3 separate regions of the Lactuca sativa genome follow, and all the other regions are linked to region 2. A link is a contact called in public Hi-C data. All regions are on one chromosome and are shown on one strand. Each heading gives the region's core, a stretch centred on a gene start, on an enhancer-like site or on the middle of the called end of the contact. The rest is flanking DNA. Distances are from core to core; before and after follow the strand shown.

What was found. A called contact is a pair of places that touch in the nucleus more often than the background predicts.
Region 1: a Hi-C map of leaf shows a contact between it and region 2, with 6 times the contacts expected there. The contact joins the promoter of LOC111895665 here to the promoter of LOC111895637 in region 2. A contact is called at or near these places in 2 of 4 Hi-C or Micro-C datasets (bud and leaf).
Region 3: a Hi-C map of leaf shows a contact between it and region 2, with 6 times the contacts expected there. The contact joins the promoter of LOC111895722 here to the promoter of LOC111895637 in region 2. A contact is called at or near these places in 3 of 4 Hi-C or Micro-C datasets (leaf and seed).

The regions. Positions count from the first base shown.
Region 1 is chr7:158,459,692-158,462,391 of Lsat_Salinas_v11, reverse strand. It overlaps LOC111895665 (cyclin-dependent kinase inhibitor 7), which reads right to left and starts at 1,435. Exons shown (of 4, transcript XM_023891742.2): 1 at 1,002-1,435; 2 at 845-897; 3 at 518-727; 4 at 142-378. The coding sequence starts at 1,307. The coding sequence ends at 309.
Region 2 is chr7:158,323,704-158,326,555 of Lsat_Salinas_v11, reverse strand. LOC111895637 reads left to right here and starts at 1,334. Exons shown (of 7, transcript XM_023891715.3): 1 at 1,334-1,738; 2 at 2,320-2,377; 3 at 2,496-2,576; 4 at 2,646-2,681; 5 at 2,769-2,852. The coding sequence starts at 1,542.
Region 3 is chr7:158,493,456-158,496,252 of Lsat_Salinas_v11, reverse strand. LOC111895722 (cyclin-dependent kinase inhibitor 7) reads left to right here and starts at 1,282. Exons shown (of 4, transcript XM_023891794.3): 1 at 1,282-1,908; 2 at 2,019-2,071; 3 at 2,192-2,404; 4 at 2,535-2,746. The coding sequence starts at 1,603. The coding sequence ends at 2,604. It overlaps LOC111895610 (a long non-coding RNA gene), which reads left to right. Exons shown (of 3, transcript XR_008225270.1): 3 at 1-903.

The DNA.
Region 1 (2,700 bases), core at 186-2,685, 140 kb before region 2:
TATTTATACCCGGATTTGTAGCAGGCTGCAAGGAATTGTCCCATATATGCCCCACAAAATTACAGTTGCAGAAGAGAGAGAGTGTAGAATTGTTTGTTAATAGTTATGTTGCAGAAGAAGAAGCTTCTAACGATGGAGAAATGAAAGAAGAGAGGTTAGATTACGAGATAAAGCCTAGATTGTTGTCATAACAGAAACCCAAAAAGGGAAAATAGTTACAGAAATTAGAATTCGAAATTAGTAGAAGAAGGGAATAATCAAGAACTAGATGATATGTCTTTCGATTTGACAGCTGATGGATCCATTGATTATGGCTTTAATCGAACCCATTGGTACCTTCCTTCCATTGGAACATCTTTCACGATATCATAGTTGTACCTGATGAACAGTAAAAACGAAAATTAGTTGGAGATATTGATTGTACTCCAAATTCTACAATGCGCATGTGGAGGAATAGTGGAGGTTCACGTTAAGATTGGTGTATGTGTATCATGAACAAATCGCCATAGCTACTTACTTTTCTGTGAAACGTTTCTTTTCGTACTTTTCCGCTTCTGAGAAAAATTCTTCAAGCTCGGCCGGAGAAGGAGACTTTTCCGGTGGTGGTTTACGACCGGAAGTAGCTTCGTTTGCGGCTCCGGTCTTCTTCTTCTTCTTTGGAGTAGATGTGGATAACGACTCCATTTCTTCTGATTCCAAGGAAACCACACTTGATGCAGATGTCTCTCTACTGTAAATTAACAAACATGAAAACAAAAATTTTAGTAAATAGACAAAAAACGAAACGGTAGAACTGATCAAAATTGAAACAGAATCATAATTGAGAGTGATTAATTGATTTTACCTGAGACCGTCGTTACTGAACATGAAGATTTCTGTTTCGGAAAGACACTCCGCCTGTAATTATGAACATCGATTCGGATTAGTTAAGATCTACAGCAAATTCACCAGCTTCTAGGAAAAAAACAAGCGTTGTATTTACTGGAATTTTGAATTCAAACCTTCAGATCTGGTCTGGAATCGTCAATAATAGAGCACATAAACGACGAAACATGATCAGAAACACCAGACACCGCCGTCAAAACAACATTCTCATGGAAATTTTCGTCAATCTCACGTCGAGACCGAAACCGAAGCTGGAAACCACTCTCCTGATCTTGAGAATCCAATCTTCTTCTCTTACCGGTGCCGGAGCTTGTAACATCTGTATCTCTACTCCGCCGGACTTCTCCATCGGAATTTGGAACCTCCATTGCTGAAACCTCTTCTGTGCTTTCACATCCGCTTATACACGTTTCCTCGATCATAATTCACACATACAAAATGCTGTATATTCAAACTGAAAAAACGAACCTCTTTCTCTCCCTCTTTAAGGCAACTTGAGAATAGAGAAAGGGAAAAGAAAGAGTGGAAATATAAGTAAGAGTCGACATGATTGGATGGTTCAAAAATTAATGAGTCGGGTAACAAATTATGTGTATATATTCATTTATTTTATTTTATTTATTATTATTATTATTATTATTATTATTATTATTATTTTGTGCTTTAACATTAAAATTCTGTTTAAAAATAATATTTTTTTTTATCGACAATAGTTGGTATAACCAGTTTCCAACAACTCTTTCGGTGTTTAACAACTTTAACGTGTAACAAATTACGTTTATTATACACATTTATATATACTGAAATTTTTACACAATTTAACATTAAAATAATATTTCTGCTTAAAAACACATTAAAGTTTTTCTTCAAAACAATTATTTGTTTTACAATTAACATTGTTTTTGAAAAATATGTTGTTCTAATTGTGTTGAAATAACCAACTAGGGAAATTGAGTAATTTAACCATAATATAAAATTTATTTGAATAAAATAACCCAAAAAAGGTTTTTTTGGAAAAATAACCATCAAGTCTGAAATAGAGGATTTTAGATAGAGAAAAATATATTTTCCAACAAAAAATAAATTTCGAATTGATATTCAAGAACTAAAATTTCAGAGTTCAAATTTTTTTTTCATAATTTTAAGAAAAAAATTGAAATCCGATGAACAGTTTCGAAACTTTGAGAAAAAAAATATATTTTATATAAAATTAAACAAACATAATAAATATAAAATATATATTAGAATATGGCTTGAAATCAAATATTTAACTAAAAACCGATAATATTAAATATTTTGAAATAAAGAGTTTAGATATAAACAAAAATATTTTTTTGAAAAACTTTTCGCAAAAATACTTTGGAATTAAATATTTGTCTACAATAAATCATTCAAGAAGAAAATGATTATATTTTCAAAAACTAAAAAACTAGTTAAAAAAACTCATTTATAATAGTTATTTTTCTTAATTTTTCTATTTTATATAAAATCAAAACATAAATAACTATGAAATTCCTCTCACGACTTGTTATCAGAGGCGGTTCCACTATGGTGCTCATATGGCACCGACAACCCCTATTTTCTTTTTCGGACGCATTTTTTATTATTACACCACTAAATAAATAAAATGTGTCATCGACAACAGCTACTACGAAATCATACGTCAACTCCAGCTTGTTATACCATCTACATAATGTTGCTTATTGTTTTTCATATTTACACTTCTAAGTTTTAAATTTTTCTCACAAATTTATTCCAACCTTAGTTTTTTGTGTCTTATAGATTTACTTTTATGTAAAAAATTGAATTTGGTTT
Region 2 (2,852 bases), core at 85-2,584:
TTAAATGAACCATTTTGGGAAATGAGCCACACGTATTTACGGTAATTGTTTCGTGACATTATCAACAATTTTGCATGAGGAAGGAATGGTAATATATATATATATATATATATATATATATATATATATATATATATATATATATATATATATATATATATATATATATATATATATATATATATATATATATATATACTAGTTTATAACCCGTGGGAACCACGGTTAGAAAATTAATTAAACTTTCTAAGTAAAAACTCAAAACTATTAATTAATAATTTTAAATAACTTATTAATTAAAAGATATTTTTTTAGTTATATAAAATTATAATCGTTGATTCAAATAAATACGTAAAATATATAATCTTTTAATTTGTATAAATTTTACTTTATTTTATTCTAATATTATTAATTTAATGTAATTAAATTGCGATTTAAATTTTGAAATTTGAAATTGAAATGGAGAATTAATAGATTGACAAGCGTCAATAGATTGACAAGTGTTATGGTATTAATTACAATGCCTAACATGGTGACACATGACAAAAGAACTACTGGGATATATATATATATATATATATATATATATATATATATATATATATATATATATATATATATATATATATATATATATAGGGTAAAGTGAATATACCTAACAACCTTATATAAGCTTAGGTACCTAACTTCATCAAACTACGTCATTTTGCATTAAATTTTCATTGCAATCATCTAAGGTTCTTAAACTTCATCCCTAAACTTGATTCACTTAAAAAAAATTCGAAATTCATCATTATATTTCTCCTACATCCTTTCATTTGTAGCGGTAGGATATGAAGCCCATCAGGTGGTATTCAATAGAAAGACGTGATGTAAAATAAAGATATTGTTGAAAGTCCAAAGATTTTGGAAGTAATCAAGTTATGAGGTTGAAGTTTAAAAACCTTAGGCAATTACAATGTAAATATGATACAAACCGATGTAGTATTATGGAGTTAGGTACCTAAGCTTATATAAGGTTGTTAGGTATATTCACTTTACCCATATATATATATATATATATATATATATATATATATATATATATATATATATATATATATATATATATATATATATATATAAAATCTTTTGGTACAAAAAACAAATCTACGAATTAGCAAGTGAAATTTCTCGATTATCCGTATTATATAAAATTCCTAAAAAATAATTATCTCTATTTTATGAATAATTCTATTTAACATTTTAATGTTTTATGACATAATTGGACTATATTGTTTATGCAAGAAAAGGGGAAAAAATAAAAACCCAAAACACGTTTCCGCCAAGCGATCACATTGCCGCATCACCATGATCGGCTGCTGGACCCCACTCCCAATAAGATACAATCTCCTCGTGAAAACCACATCCAACAGGTCCTCAACGATCCACCACCACCACCAGAACTAACTCGCCTTTTTCTCTGATTTCATCTTCAGTAATCATCGTGTTTGTGAAAAAAACTGATTAGGGTTTGAGCGGGGGGGATAACGCCTAAAGTTATGTTGAGTAGCGGAGGTGGAGGAACCTTTTATTGGGTTCGAAATGAGGAGGAGACGTCATCTGCATCGAAACTCGAAGGAATCGTTGTAATTTTTGCTTGGGGTTCGCTTGACGAGTGTCGCTTGAAGAATTATGTCGATCTGTATTCGTCTATTGGTTGGAACTCTCTTGTTGTTCTTTCCGATTTTCTCAACCCGTAAGTTCATCTGTACTCAATTAGGAGTTCTGTATGTGATATGGTACATCTGTTTAAGTATTTAAACTGTCGAAAACGTTCTGAAATTGTTCTTCGAGTACTGTGTTGTGGGGCAAGCTAAAAGTTGAGTATCTTGTTATAATATATAAGCTATAAAACTGTAGGTTTTGATTGGGGCTTTCATATATTCTGGAATGTTAAAAGTATAAAGAACACATGCTGGGAGATTCAAAGGATCCAAGTAATTCGCCTTTATTTTGCGCGAAATTTGATGAATAATTTGAATATAAGACTATTAAGCGACATCAAAAAAGGGTTTGATCATTCCTCAGATTTTAGGGATAAGAGCATCATAGCAATTGTGAAATATCTTGTTGCTTGATTGATCTTTTAGGATAAAAAAATAGTTCTTTGTAGGCATCTATCACATACTTATGCATATGATGCAACGATGTCTTTATCCCCTTTAGATTTACACTTACACTTGATACAAATTAGCCATAAACAAAGTGGATGTTTGAAATTATATATATCTAGTTCAACAATTATTTTAAATTCCTGATTTCACATGATATTTACAGATTTTTTCCTGAGAAAGCCACAGCACTTGCTTTTTCCATCCTCAATGAGCTTTTAGAGGTCAGTTATCATCCATTAAAATATGTAAACTCTAATATTTCTCTTAACATTTTCCAATTGAGAATTCCAAAATTAAAGTACTAAATTTAAATAAATATATGCCTATTTGTGAATGTAGGATTTAAGATCTAGACCATGTCCTTTAGTCCTTGCATCATTTTCCGGTGGCTCACAAGCTTGTATGTATAAGCTTCTTCAGGTAAATATCATTAAACTTAATTTAAATATATTAAATTATTCATATCTAATCATTATACATATGTTACAGATTATTGAAGGAACATGTGAAGCACATCTCAATATGGTATTAAATGTTAAATCTGTATGTTTTTGCTTTTTAATATCAATAACATTTTCATTTTCTAAATATGTATAATTTTTTTTTATGAAGGATGATAGTCGATTACTCATGACATGTATCTCTGGTCAAATGTTTGACTCTGGTCCGGTCAACGTAACCGGTGATTTGGGTGCC
Region 3 (2,797 bases), core at 33-2,532, 170 kb before region 2:
TTGGTAAGCAAAAAGTTACAATCCAACGAAATGCTTCTTGATGTTGCTGTAAAAAATTTAGAGGGGTTAATTAATTATTTTGAAGGATATAGGGAAAGTGGGTTTGACTTTGCTATTAGTGAAGCAAAAGAAATAGCAAATAGTGTTAAAGTTAAACCCGAATTTCCTCAAAAACGCAATAAAAAAAGAAAACAACATTTTGATGAAATTCCAAATACCGAAAGAGAACACCAATCTTCTCAAGAAGTATTTAAAAGGGATTATTTTTTTATTCTTGTTGATATGGCTCTTGTTCAATTGAAAAGTAGATTTGAACAATGCAATATTTTGAATCGATATTTGGTTTTTTGTTTGATGGTTCCAAATTAGTTTTTTTAGTTGATGATGAATTAAAGAAATGTTGTTTAAATCTTGAGTCCAATTTGAAAAATGGTGAAGATTATGATATTAATGGAGATGGTTTATTCATTGAATTAAAACTTTTGCAGAAAATGTTGCCGGATGAAGCATACAAAAGTCGAAGTCCTTGGACATCTATTCAAATAATGGAGTATGCAAGAAGAATGGATATGTTCCCTAATGTGTTGGTTGCATATAGGATATTATTGACGGTGCCGGTTACGGTTGCTTCCGCGGAAAGAAGTTTTTCAAAATTGAAGCTTTTGAAATCGTATCTCCGAAGTACCATGACTCAAGAAAGATTGAATGGATTAGCAATTTTAAGTATTGAAAGTGATTTTTTAAAAAATATTGATTATTGTAAAATAAGAGATGCTTTCGCTTTAAAAATTGCGCGAAGACACCATTTTAGGTGATTTTTTGTATATTTTATTTGTATTATTTGTTTGATCATAAAAAATTACTGCATTTTTTATATTAGAAATTACTACATTTGTTTGATTATATGTTTTTGTTATTGTATGGTACACATATAAGGGCAGAATTTTTTTATCTCGTCCCGGATAGTAAAAAACAATAGACCGGCCCTATATATATATATATATATATATATATATATATATATATATATATATATATATATATATATATATATATATATATATATATATATATATATATATTTGTAAATGCCTGTAACCTTCTTGTGAATGCGATTACTGAATGATCAACTCTCCCAAAAGTAGGATATTTATTTCATTAATATCATTGTTTAATATGTTAGTTGCCTCTATATAAATGTATCTAACTTTAACTGTGATTGTACCAATTCATTGCATCTCACCTGAAAATTTCATTCATTGCACACCTTCCTCATAACCATTATAAACACTTAAACCTACACAATCAGATAATATTCTTTTTTGAACATTGTGATCAAAAAATTATATTAACGACAATAACTTTATTATTAGAAATATGAAAAGCATATTTTCAATATAACAACTTCAATTTTATACAATAACTTTTATATTAGAAAACAACCGACTTATTAAATTTCACACCGTCCGATCATGTCCAACCTTACCTTTATTTCCACTCCAGTCTTTTCACTTTGTCTATTCAGCTTTAAAGAGAGAAAAGATGTTGGTTTTTTCAGTTTGATTCATCTAAAGAATATACAGCAATTTGTATGTGTGAATTATGATTGAGGAAACGTGCACAAGCGGATGTGAAAGCACTGAAGAGGTTTCCACAATGGAGGTTCCAAATTCCCATGGAGACGTGCGGCGGAGTAGAGATACAGATGTTTCGAGCTCCGGCACCGGTAAGAGAAGAAGATTGGATTCTCAAGCTCAGGAGAATGTTTTTCAGCTTCAGTTTCAGTCTCGAAGTGAAATTGGCTTCAATTTCCATGAGAATGTTGTTTTGACGGCGGAGTCCGGTGTTTCTGATCATGTTTCGTCGTTTATCTGCTCTATCAATGATGATTCGAGACCAGATCTGAAGGTATGAATTAAAATTCAAAATTCTAGTAAATACATCGATTATTTTTTTTCTCGAGTAATGAATTTGTGTTTGTTACATCTTAATTAATCCGATTGAATGTTCATTTACAGGCGGAATGTCTTTCCGAAACCGAAATCTTCATGTCCAGTAACGACGGTTTCAGGTCAAATTCTCAATTATGATTCTGTTTCAACAATTTTTATCAGTTCCATCGTTTCGGATTTGTCTATTTGTAGAAAACTCCACACCACTAAATTTTTGTGTTATGTTTGTCAATTTACAGTAGAGAGACATCTGCATCAAGCGTGGTTTCATTAGAATCAGAAGAAATGGAGTCATTATCCACATCTACTCCAAAGAATAAGAAGAAGACCGCAGCTGCAAACGAAGCTACTTCCGGTCGTAAACCACCACCGGAAAAGTCTCCTTCTCCGGCTGAGCTTGAAGAATTTTTCTCGGAAGCGGAAAAGTACGAACAGAAACGTTTCACAGAAAAGTAAGTAGCTATGGCGGTTTGTTCATGATACACCTCCACCACCCACCTCCACTACTCCTCCACATGCGCATTGTAGAATTTGGAGTACAATCATTATTTCCAACTAATTTTCGTTTTTACTGTTCATCAGGTACAACTATGATATCGTGAAAGATGTTCCAATGGAAGGAAGGTACCAATGGGTTCGATTAAAGCCATAATCGATGGATCCATGACCTGTCAAATTGAAGACATATCATCTAGTTCTTGATTCTTTCCCACTTCTACTAATTTCGAATTGTAATTTCTGTAACTATTTTCCCTTTTGGGGTTTGTTATCACAACAATTTAGCCTTTATCTCGTATTCTATCCATTCTTCTCTCATCTCCCCATCGTTAGAAGCTTCTTCCTCT